2 separate regions of the Sus scrofa genome follow, and region 1 is linked to region 2. The links are chromatin contacts, called in public promoter capture Hi-C maps. All regions are on one chromosome and are shown on one strand. The core of a region is the stretch at or near the end of the contact, and the rest is flanking DNA. Distances in the headings are between cores, read along the strand shown. Region 1 holds the start of GTF2H4 (general transcription factor IIH subunit 4). Region 2 holds the start of MRPS18B (mitochondrial ribosomal protein S18B).

What was found. Promoter capture Hi-C pulls out the DNA fragments that hold promoters and counts their contacts.
Region 1: a promoter capture Hi-C map of liver shows a contact between it and region 2, with 2.4 times the contacts expected there. The contact joins the promoter of GTF2H4 here to the promoter of MRPS18B in region 2. A contact is called at or near these places in 2 of 5 promoter capture datasets (fetal liver and liver) and 1 of 2 datasets of contacts at active chromatin or transcription factors (alveolar macrophages).

What each region holds. Positions count from the first base shown.
Region 1 is chr7:23,396,838-23,403,288 of Sscrofa11.1, reverse strand. It overlaps GTF2H4 (general transcription factor IIH subunit 4), which reads right to left and starts at 3,984. Exons shown (of 13, transcript NM_001123120.1): 1 at 3,845-3,984; 2 at 3,478-3,582; 3 at 3,008-3,139; 4 at 2,636-2,732; 5 at 2,456-2,544; 6 at 2,134-2,245; 7 at 1,936-2,004; 8 at 1,369-1,452; 9 at 979-1,111; 10 at 683-813; 11 at 13-60. The coding sequence starts at 3,984.
Region 2 is chr7:23,162,665-23,168,414 of Sscrofa11.1, reverse strand. It overlaps MRPS18B (mitochondrial ribosomal protein S18B), which reads right to left and starts at 2,101. Exons shown (of 7, transcript NM_001123140.1): 1 at 2,024-2,101; 2 at 764-872; 3 at 559-656; 4 at 363-431. The coding sequence starts at 2,101. It also overlaps a transcript of PPP1R10 not described here.

The sequences.
Region 1 (6,451 bases), core at 2,735-5,234, 230 kb before region 2:
ACTTGTTCGTACCTGTTTAAGCATCACTGGGTGGGCCCTTGTCCTTAGGAAATGGATGATCTAGGAAAACAGACAAGAATTGGGATCAAGGGCTTCAAAATTAGGAAGGCTGGAAAGCTACCCAAGCTGTCACTCATAAAAACTCACAGGCACGTGCCTACCATTATTTCCACCTGTCCCAGTTCAGCTGTTGTCCCAAGCTGCTGTCCCCACTGGTGATGTCTGCTACTCTTCTGACACATTTGCCCTTTCCAAGGTATTTTTTTTTCTTTACAACAACATCATTTTTTGCACTCTTACTGCATGGCAGGCTCTGAGCCAAATGTTTTACCTCTTTCACTGAATCCTCCCAACAACCCTATGAGGTGAAAGCTGTCATTTCCATTTTCCAGTTGAGGAAACTGAGGCTCATAGAAGTGAAACTATGCCATTTATGCAACTAGGAAGTAGGGATGCTGAAACACAAGTCCCAAGATATAGCTTCTCCCTCCTCGTGTCTTCCCCTTGAGGGTCTACCTAGTCCCACATCAAGAGCCTTGACTTCTCACGTGCCTAATGCTCAAACACAGACCACTTACCACCACCTATTGTAACAGACCCCATGCTAACCTTCCATAAGGTGGCATACTCCATAGCCCAAATGCAACCTGTCTACCACCCCCATCTTCCCCAAGTGGGGTACCTGTTGGGCTGTGATGCCACTGGCAATGGCCTGCTGCACACTCTCCCGGGTCACCTGTGCCACCACCATGTTGGGGAAGCGATAGAGCATCTCAGAGAAAAGGGCAATAAGGGCGATCTGCAGCTCCGACTCTGACCGGAGATGGGAAGAGAGGATTAGGAGGCTCCTCCGTACTCAGACTCCCTCAAGCCTCCGAGAGCTCTGAACCACCAAGTAAACATCAAAATAAACTGGCATTCCCTCCCCTCCCCTCCCCCTGCCAGCCCGCTATCCAGGGGTCCTCTGTGCAGCCTCACCCGTGTAGGCGTACAGTCGATAATTGGTTTCCACAACGATGAAACCTGGCTGATGCACAGTGCCCCCAGCCCCAGAAACACCTGATGAGAGATTGATGGCCAGGCGCGTGGGGTAGTAACGCCGAGACTTCCTCTGGAAAGGAGGAGAGAAAAGCAATAAGCCCTCTCTCAGGGTCAGTGCCCTTCATCTTCCTCCAGATACATCAGATCCCTCCCAATGCACAGAACTTCAGCTCCCAACATCTCTCCCCCTCCCCCGAGGGACCCCAGTATTCTGTCCTGGCAACTGTCCCCTGCTTCTGCCTTCGGAGACCCCTGTTCCTTTTGAAAGGCCAAGGCAACATACCACCCTGCCTCTTCCCTAAAAGCCATGTATCTGGGCGCTCATACCTTCCTCTGGAAAACAAGGCCCAACTCACGGAGATGTTGCAGGAAGTTCAACAGAGAATCACTCATACCTTCCACAGAGTAATCCTGGGGAAGAGAGGTAGCCGGCTGGGGTCCAAAACCCAGCCCATTCTCCCTTCCCCAACCCCATATGCTCCTTCCCACTTTTCCCATCCCTGGTGTTCTTCGTTTTTTTGTTTTTTGCTTTTGTCTTTTTGTCTTTCTAGGGTCGCACGGGTGGCATATGTAGGTTCCCAGGCTAGGGGTCCAATCAGAGCTGCAGCTGCTGGCCTACACCATAGCCACAGCAACGCGGCATCCGAGCCGCGTCTGCAACCTACACCACAGCTCACAGCAACACGGGATCCTTAACCCACTGAGCGAGGTCAGGGATTGAACCTGCGTCCTCATGGATGCTAATTGGGTTGTTAACCGCTGAGCCACGACGGGAACTCCTCTTTGTTCATTCTTCTCTTTCACTCTATTGACCCCTAACCTCATTTCCTTTTCCATCTCTCTACCCTTCATCTTGCCCACCCAAGCCTCTACTAGCTCCAGCCCCCTGCTTACCTTGCCCAGAGTAGAGAAGCTGAGCTGGAAGAGGAAGGAGAGAATCTCCACTAGGTCCATGCCCCGACTCTAAGGAGGAACGGGCAGATGTGGGGAGGAAATGAGAGAAAACCGGGGAACAGAGTCTACAGGCAGCAGGCCCTCAGTGGGTCCTGGGAAAAGCAGAGCATGCCAGCAGGCAGCCCCCGACCTCCTCACCTGGGCTGTCTGCAGGTACTGCAACATAAAGTACCAGAGCTGGGCCGGGGTGTCCAACAACAGGAATTGGAAGCCCGCAGAGGTAATGCAAGGCGGCTCTCCAGGTTCAGCACTACAGAAAGGGACCATGGCAGAGGTTTGCTGAGAAAGGCCACCATTCCACTTGTCCGCTCACATTTTTCTTGGTTTATCTCTGGCCATGCTCTACGCAGCTCTCCTTTTGCAGCCAACCCCCTCCAATCCTGATCCGACCCAAACACTCAGGTTAGCAGGGACTCGAGGAGACGGCAAAACAGAGCTGTTGTACCTCTGTCTTCCTCACCTCTTCATGAGCCCAGCCTGGCTGAGGAGCTGAGCCAAGTCCTGGCTGACGGCTGCACTGGGGGAGCCCACCATGAAGTGCAGGACCACCTGAGGAACAGAAGAGACCAGAGAGACAGATGCCTCTAAGGGCCCTGGGATGGGAGCACAAGCAGACACACACAGAGTCCCAAGTCCTTACCTCCCATCGCTCCTCAGCATACTTGTCAAGCGAGGGCACATCCCGGGCATGCTTGTCTGGTCCCAGCTGACTTGTGTCATCAGACCAGGCCTTGCCCCTATGCCAGTACGGCCGAGAGTAAGGAACCCTGCCTGTGTTCCCTGCCCACCACCCCCCTTCCCTCTTTCTACCCTCATCTCCAGGGGCCACGAGTGGGAGACATATCCTATACCACGTAGCAAAGTCTGGTCCAACTTATTCCTAAAGGAGCTCCCAAAGGTGGAGCCCACAAGGTTCCAGAGAGGTCCCCCAGGGCCTCTTAATAAGTAGTTTAATGAGCAGTTTAATCACTAGTTCCCCTGCCTGGCCTAGGAAAAGATGGAAGTGACATACCCACCCAGAAGGGCAATGCGGAGGTTTTGGCGGAAGATGGGGTTGAGGATGAGGCCCTGGAGGCCACCAGGGAGCAGCTGGGTGTGCCAGATACGGAGGCCGCTCAGCAGCCCCGTGCTTTCCTCCTGGGCTCTGGAACAGAAGAGGAGAGGTGAGGGGAGTGTCCAGAGAACAAAAGGAAGGAAGCCCATAAAGACCACCATTTCTGCCTTTTCTGAACTGGTGGTCCTTGGAACACTGTTTCACAGAGTGAAATTGGTATCTTCTTAAGGCAAATTTCTTTACTGCAGCACCTACCAGAACCTTGTTATAGACATCACAACTCTCCAAGAGGCAAAATGGAGTATGCGTAGTTTCCCAAACTTGTTTAATTACAAGTTTAGTGGTGTTCCCTTGAATATACTCCAGCAGTTTGGGAAACCTGGCTGTTGAGAAATTTGTATCTGGCTGAAAGTGCAGCAGAGACTCACTTGCTGAATTCCTTCTTCACCCACAAGGCTACGGCAGCTTGTGGCAGAGGCTGCTCCAGAAAGAGCATCCGCATCACCCAGTTCTTAGCTAAAGATGGGAGCTCCCTATAAGGGGGCAGAGGGAAAACGTTAATATCAGAAACTGCCTCAGATCTGCATCCCTGCCCTCAAATGCCTCTCAAACATCTCATCTCACCCCTGGCCCTTTTACCAGTCTTCCTGCCCCCACATCTCCATCTGTTTGGGCCTGACACATTTTAGTCTCCAAGCCCCCCAGAGCTAAGCTTCTACCCATGATAACTTATTGCAGTCTGCAGGCCTCATTACATTTCCCTACTATGGTCCCTGCCATGAACGGGGTCCTCACCTGAAGACAGCCAAACAGGTGGCAGGGTGCCCATACAATCGGTCCAATACAACAGGGCTCAGGCCCCCTAAGAATTCCTGCAGATTCCTGCATTGTAGGTGTACTCGATTCAGTCCACCCCTTGAAGGGGTGCTCTCCATCACCTGAGAGATGCAAGTGTTAGTGGACCTCCGAAATCCATGCCAGTGTCACCCCCTCACCGTTCTCATTCCAATTCCAGATCCACTGGCCCCTGCAAAAATTCATCTTTTCTACAGTTTCCTTTTTCACGTCACTCATCTCCTCTTGTTTCTCCCAAACCTGACCACCCTCCTCTTCTTTCCTCCCTCCTCACTGCACTCCTGATCTCAACTCAAGTCTTCTCCAATTTCTAAGTGAAAGAATTGTCAGCTGTTCCATATTTGCAAAAATATTTTGTATTTCAGTGACTTATCTACACCCTAGGCAAAGAAAGTTTTCTGAGCCCAGTTCTCTCTCCCCTCGACCTCTCCTGGTCTGATCAGCCTATAAACTTCAATCTGCCCATTCTCTCCATCTATTTCTTGACCCCACTCCTCGTGCTGGGAACGGCAATAATTACCTTTCCCCTCCAAGTCTCATAAATCTAATTCCACCTCTTTCCTCTTCCCGTCCCTAAGACTACTTCACTCCATTCACCCTGACTCACACCGTATGATCTCCTCCTAACTCGTCCCCTACTTTCTTCCCAATGCTCGTCTCTCATCAACTCTCTCCTTCTTATACCTCCCGCCACCCCTTCTCTCCCAGCCCCCTTACCACTCAGTGTCGACCCCCTCCTCGTGCACTCCGAGTCTTAAGCCGTCGCTTAATCGGAGCCAGTGTCTCGCATTAGCTCTCAGGAATAGGGGAAAGAATGGCGGAAAGTGAGCGAAAAATATGGGGAGGGGGACGAAGGATTTCACCCACGCAAGTCCAGAGTGGAGGATTCAGAAGAGGAGTGGAGAGGTAGGGAGGAGAAGAACCGGCGCTGCACTCGCTCGCCACAGGGCATGCTGGGAATTGGAGTCTTGTCCTTCCCAGCCCGGGAGCCAGCTGAAGCGCGTCCGACTACAACTCCCAAAAGGCACTGCGGGGAGCCAAGCGGAGAGAGGCTGGCTTTTACGTAAGAGAGCCGGAGGCTCCGGAGGTCTGGCTGTTCGTTCCGCATCGCTCTCCACCCACTCGGCTAACGGCGAGTCTAACCAACCCGAGATCATGTGGGGACCCTGAGAATAGAAGTTCCCCGAGGTCTTCCTATCCGAGGTGCGGAAACCACTGGGTGGTGAGGAGCTCAGGTTCAGAGATGCAGAAACCTGGGTTCCTTGAGCTCAGTTGCTCCTCGTAAAACTGGAATAATGCACTTTCCAGAGCATTTTCTCGAATTAGGAGTTAACTCCATCCGGTGTGCCTTCCTTGGCAAGTAAATACTCAGTAAATCTTAATTGTCACGTCCTCCATGCTTCCATCCACCTCCCCGCCCCCCCCCGCCCCCTGTTAGAAGATCCTAATAAATGCAGTTTAAAAAAACAAACAATTGTTTGGTCTGATTTGATATATTAAACTACTGCTTGTTAAGGGAAGGGAACGTCTTAAGCCAGAGCCAGATCTGTAAGTTTCCCCAAATTCCTTTAAGACAAGTTTTATTATTCCCACTTTCCAGACTAGAGGACAGAAACTCAATGAGATTAAGAAATTTGTCCATGATCAGACAGCCAGAAACTGCCTAAACTGGGATTTGAGGTACATTTGCAAGTTACCAGGAATGAAAACGGTAAGAACTAAGATTTCTTTATATTTTGTAGCCTACCCATGCTTGTTTTGTTGTTCCGTAAAATCCTCAAAAGAATGGCACAAAACTGACAAACCTTCTTTATGGCAAAATGTTAAGTAAGATTGAACAAATTACAGTCTGGGAAGAAATGTTTGGTAAAATAGATAAAATACAAAGCAGTAAGAAAAAGAACACAATAGAAATATTAAGTTTAATAACAGGCAAAAAAAATACAAGTGCCATGTAACCAAATAAAGAAACTCTCAACTTCTCAACTTCATTGTTTTTTTTTCACATCTTATTTATTTATTTTTATTTTTTTATTTTTATTTTTTTTTGTCTTTTTGCTATTTCGTGGGACGCTCTCGCGGCATATGGAGGTTCCCAGGCTAGGGGTCGAATCAGAGCTATAGCTGCCAGCCTATGCCAGAGCCACAGCAACGCAGGATCTGAGCCACGTCTGCGACCTACACCACAGCTCACGGCAATGCCGGATCGTTAACCCACTGAGCAAGGGCAGGGATCGAACCCACAACCTCATGGTTCCTAGTCGGATTCGTTAACCACTGCGCCACGATGGGAACTCCTATATTTATTTTTTTTATTACTCAAATGAATTTATCACATCTGTAGTTGTATAATGATTGTAACAATTTGATTTCCCACCCCCAAACTGTCTCCTCCAGAGACCATAAGTTTTTCAATGTCTGTGAGTCAGCATCTGTTCAAAGTTCAGTCTGTCCTTTTTTCAGATTCCACATGTCAGTGAAAGCATTTGATGTTGGTGTCTCATTGTATGGCTGACTTCACTTAGCATGATAGTTTCTAGGTCCATT
Region 2 (5,750 bases), core at 852-3,351:
TCCCATTAGAAACGAGTATTTCTCTTGCTTGCCAATTTAGACTATAAATTTCATAGGCAAGGGATGAAGGTTTCTTTTTTAATAGTGGATGAAGCTTTTTAGTATAACCCATAGCAGAGAGCAAAGGCTAGAAGAAGGAATGTTTCATATTGCCGGAAAGTCAATATAAAATGGACTTTGGGCACTCTGCTATACAGCAGAAACTGACACACTGTAAATCAACTATGCTTAAAACAAAAACAAACAAAAAACAAAAAAAACCCAAAAAACTTTAGTGGCACCAGGACATGAAGAGTGAGGGGTACCTAAGGTAATCTCTCTAGCACTCTAGGTCTTTATTCTGGAGAAAAGACTCTCCTTACCCTAAAGTCGACGTGCAACTTCTGATCCCGGCAGATGGGGCAGGGATTCCCAGCAACTTTATTTCCCCGCTGTAGAGAGAAGAAACTGGCAGGTGAAGATGTTCAAAGCCTTGTCTGAAAAAGTGCAGCTACCACTGCGGCTATAGCCTTCAGCCCCACTCCACATCCCATCCATGTGTCACCTTCAGAAACTCACAATACACATCTTTCGAGTCCGCTGTGGGGGTATTCCACCTTTGTGGTTGCGACGGTAGTCAGCCCAGACAGGGCGAGAACCATAGCGGTTCTGGTATTCTGAAATGAAAGGCCACTTAAGTCATGTCTGGGTGCAGGTGGTGGGGGGCATCTCTGTCCCTTTATTTCAGACCTGACTTGCCCTCCCCTCCCCCATGAAGAAGTACCTTCTGAGTCCAGATATTTCCAGGGTTCATCTTTATAAGGGGAAATGGGAACCTGGGGCAAAGAATCATCCTCAGGGGGAGCTTTGGTGCAAAGAGTCTGGAGGAGAACCTATAGAAGGAGAGTGGAAATGAGACAGTGAGTTCAAGGAGAAACCTGACTGGTTAGCTGCCAACAGTTCAGGGAGAAAAAGAATCTATACCCACTATGTTAATGAAATATATATGAAAGGTAGCGTTGGGTGGGGGGGTTAAGTTGACATCATTAACCACCAGTCTCCCTACTGTAACTGGATCTTCAGAGAAAGAGTCATGTTGGAGGGTAACTAGATAGCTGATGGGGAGGCAAATTTATTTGAGAAAACAACTCAAAAACGTGGCACATATAAGATACTCTGTCCTTTCTGGGACAGACCGAGTCTAGTGGAGAAAAAGGGAGAATGTCTTATCTTCTTGGAGTTAAGATGAATGGCAGGAAGGAAATGCAAAGACAGATGAATCTCCACTCAATCCGATCCTGAATCACTGAGTTGCCCAGCCTTATAAAAAGTTGAAGGTCAACATTCCATAGGACAGAATAAACTTGAGTCCTAACGCTACCTTTAAAGCTACCAGGCCTATAATTAACTCTGTGGTGACCCTTGTCACCAATTTTTAGTCCCACTGTAGGGAGTGGCAGCTGGGCTAAGCCTTCCCATCTCGCCCTGCCCCGCTAAGAATCTGCCCTGCCAAGAACCTCCAGGGGGGTAAGTACGTGAGGCTGGAGGGAAACCTCGACCCAAAGTTAAGCTCATGTATGCTCTGATGAGAAACTGATTCAGTGACATAAAGAGAGCCGAGACACTGGTCCCCAGGTCGTGAGAATGTGTCCTGGCTTTATTAGGCTATAGCAGGGCTGGTAGAAGTTAGTGTCTGTCCCTCAACCCAAAGACCTTACTGGGCATCGCAGATTTAGACATCGTCTGAACAGTTCACAGCTGGTTTGTGTTATGACCAAGGGGTTCATTCCATCTCTTAATTATTTAATCGAGATGGAAACTAGGGAAGAGGATACCATCCAACCCTGGCTCTTCACCCTCGACTCGAAATAAGAAAATGCGCGCAGTATCGAGGAACGAGAAGGGAAGAGAGTGGTGGAAGTAAAGCATTGCCTTGACAGCAATCGGGAAGCTCTCCGCTCCTGGATTCCCAGAAGTGGAGCGACAACCTAGAGAAAGTACAGTTTAAGTTTTGGGTTGTACAAAACGTGCTCCAAGGAGTTACCTGAACTCCGTAGGCACCTCTGAAGGGCGAAACGCCAGGAAGGCGCCTCAGCAACACGTTCAATATGGAGGCAGCCATCTTGACGTACGCCCAAAGCAGGAAAGGCTAGAAAGGCGACTGCGCATGCACCTGGAAACTGACTGGGGGTAGGGCCAAGGACGCGCCCGCAGTGCGGAAGACGGCCGCGCATCTGCGTCAAGACGGAAACGAGAAAGGGGGGCCATAAGGAGAAGGCAATTTCAACTGCGTCACAATCGAATTCGGCCTCAAAATTGCGTTTTTGCGGCACCAGTCACTACGATTCTTAGACCTCATTCTTCGAGTTTGTCTTGTAAGCAATTTTGAAGGAGATTTTGACCGAGATTCTCTCACTGCGCATGCGCCGGTCCGATTCTACCAACCCAGGGTGAGAAATGGTCTCGAGGGCGGAAGTGGTGGAAGCAGAGGAAAGGGAGGTGCTAGGCCGCCCGGTCACGCGCACGCGTTAGCGGGCCAGGAAGGAGGCGGAAGAGGGTGCCCAGGGGAAGGGGCTGAGCGAAGCCGAAGACAGGCTAGCCAATCAGCTGGCGAGTTGTCTTTCTGGTTGGCCAATGAACTCACGCCTCGCGCACAATGTCTCGCGACAAGGGCGCTTCACTGGCACGTTTGCGCGCGTTGGGCGGCGTCCGGGTATAAAAGACTCCGCCCGAGCGGGCAGCCGCCATTCTGGGGTTCGTTTAGAGGTAAGTTTCGCCTTTTTGTCGGTTGGAGGGTGACATTTTTGGCCTGGGAAACGGGTTCGGCCTAGGCTCAGTTGGGAGCCATGACTTGTGTTAAGCGGCTGTTTTCGGGATGGGACACAGAGGTGTTTGAGGGCAACAAAAACGGTATTTTGGGGCGTTTCCGAGCAACCCGTATTGATTGTATCTTTCTCCCTTTTGTTCCTTTTATCCCAGGTTTGAATTTTCTCGGAGAAAGACAGGCCAGCCACGAGGAAAAAAGAAACAAGCCGCAGCAACATCTAAGCCCTTGAAAGGATCCTGAGAGAGGGGGGAAAGGGAAAACAGCAGCCACCAGCCCAACCACTTGTGTCTTCTGCCCCTTCCCACCTATCTTGCCCACCCCACCAGCCCACGCTGCTTGGGACTTGAAATTGTGGCCGAAGGACCGTCACCACATAACTTCAAAAATAATCAACCACCCTCCCTTCCCAAACCCACTCAAATTCACTCATCCAGCGTTTACTTTTTTGAATCCACTCAGAACTTTTTTTCTACGACCCCCCTCCCTAAATGGAGTTGGGTGGGGGGGGAAATGAATACTGAGTTGGCCTTTATTTTTTTTAAAGAGACTTTTTGATCCAATGAGGCCCCGCAAATAATTGAGTTTTGGGTCCTGGTTGGTTGTTTTATTTTTTTCTCTAAAATTTTAACCCCCTCCCCCCCTGAGCCCGAGGTGCTGACGTCGCAAAAAAATTGGATAGTAAGTGTCGAATTTTCAAAAACCAGCCTTGCAACAAGAAATCAACGTTTCCCGTTGTGAAACCAAAAATAATGAGAGGACGAAATGAGACCATAGAACAAATAGAGAACTGGAGAAGGACCGATCCGGTCGCTTAATCTCCATTAAAAGGGCCTTTGGGTCTTAACAGTGGTGTTCTCTCCTCTACCACCTACCTCTTCCCTGCCCTGGTGCGGGCAAGGAGAGGGTGGAGGGAGGGCCAGCAAGTTAGGATTTTGATGGTTAACCCTTGGTAATCCAGCCAATTTCCAGACTGCCAAAGCCATAAGTGTTTACTTTTTTATAAAGAGGAATGGTTACCTTCCTCTCGTTAGCTGCAGTCTTCAAAAGGGTTAATGAGCTCACATACAAAAGATGGTGGATCTTGTGGCCCAGAAGTCCCACTTCTTTGTGTGTGAGACAAGCAGGGCGCCTTTCAATTTGCCAGATTAATAAGCAATCTGTACATAAAGATTGCAGGGTAAGGAGATGGGCAGAGAAATAGTAGTTGACTATGACTTTAAATGATTGTTAACTCCTCTCAATTTTGATGTAATTTGCTTGGGGTATATTTGTGTGCTTAATATAGGTGGCAATCTAGGAATAAAGATTGCAAGACACTTAATTCAGGGCAAAATATAGTCTTAGTGCCAATACATACAAGATAATAGTTGGGGAGGTAAAAAATGTCTTGTAATTGTTGCAGATTGCATAGGTTATTTAAAAGCAGAAAAAGTGATTAACATTTTTAACTTGATACTTTTTGGCGGGGGTGGGGGGGTAATACAGTTAAGTAGAGGGTGGAAAGGTTGGGGAAATGTGGAAATCAGGAGTATAATTTTAAAAGCCATTTAGTGCAATTGAATGCTAGCATTTTGTCGTTAAAAGGAATTTTTTTCTTCCCTGCTTCAATATGGCGACTTTCTTTGTCCTTTTGTCTTCCAAGCGGCGTTGCAGGTTGTGTCTTGACCCATTTTTCTCCTGTCCTCCCACCTCAACCCTATTTGTTGACAGGGGTCCAAGTCCTCCCCCTTTCCCTTTATAGGGAGGATGGGGGGTGGTCGATAGTAAGGTTGAACCTCAATTGCAAATTCAATTCTTCCCCGCAGAAAATTGTTCTTTTTTAAATATTTTAATTGCTTTTATTTTCACAACGCTCTTAACTGATTCAAAGTAGGTCAAAGGCTTCTGCACAGGGTGGGGGGCTGCTTTTTGGTTTTTCTTACTAAAAAGGGGTGATTTTTAATGTAAATAGCTACCGGCAGAGCTGGGGATAGCTTTTTAAGTTTGAGTCCTCTTCTCCATTACAAAATGGCGTCCCTGCTTCTTTGTTGTTTTTCTCCCCCTTTTGCCATCCAGAGCTTAGGGCCGCCCTAGAAACTTGGTCAAGGGGGAGGAGCAGCATTGAAAGGTGATGTAATAAGCTTTCTTCCTCCTCCCTCCACCCTCTTGAAACTCCACCCCGAGCTGATGCCTTCTGGACTCCTTATGCACGCTGCTGTTAGAACGGAAAAGGCTGTTTTCCTTATTTTCTTAAAATCTTTCATAGTCATTATCTTAAAAGCTTACAGGAATTAGGTCTTAAAAGCTGTCCATCTCCTTGGGCAATTCTTTGTTTTTGTATTTAACAGTCCCGAGCCTGTTGCTTTTATTTTCACCATTCACTCATCACCACTGCTTTTGGAAGTGTTCCTTGCTTTAGTTGCCATGGGTGGGAAACCAAAGAGCTATACTTTAAGTCTGGGAGCTTTTGGGGGGAGTGTGTGTGTGAGCGTGTGTTGGGGGATACAGGGGAAAGACACAGGGCTTGTGAAAGCGTAACTGCAGTAGGTAACTGGGGCCTAATGACCCTGAAATGTACCGTTTCTGCTCAGGAGCCAGCCCTTGGGCCTCCTGCATTTGGTCACTTTGTATAATGAGAACCTGGGGGAGAGTGGGAACTTGAGGACTTTCTTCTAAATCACCCTTATTCCCACCTCCGGGTTTGGGGGTGAGCTCTTTGTGTTCAGTGCTGTGTCACGTTCTCCAGTTGCTTAGCTCCTGTACATTGGTACTAGGATGAGAAGTGAATCTTTAGGAAAGGAGGCGGCAGTTGTAAACTCGAGGCAGGGGGAATCCAGCTACGGTTTCTGGTAAGCAAAACCTTTCTGGTACTACGTTTCACAACCTTCATTTCTTTTTTTCCAAAGAGCCACCCTTTGAATTTTTTTCCTTCTAAAATTCCTTAAAAGCAATGGGAAAATAATGT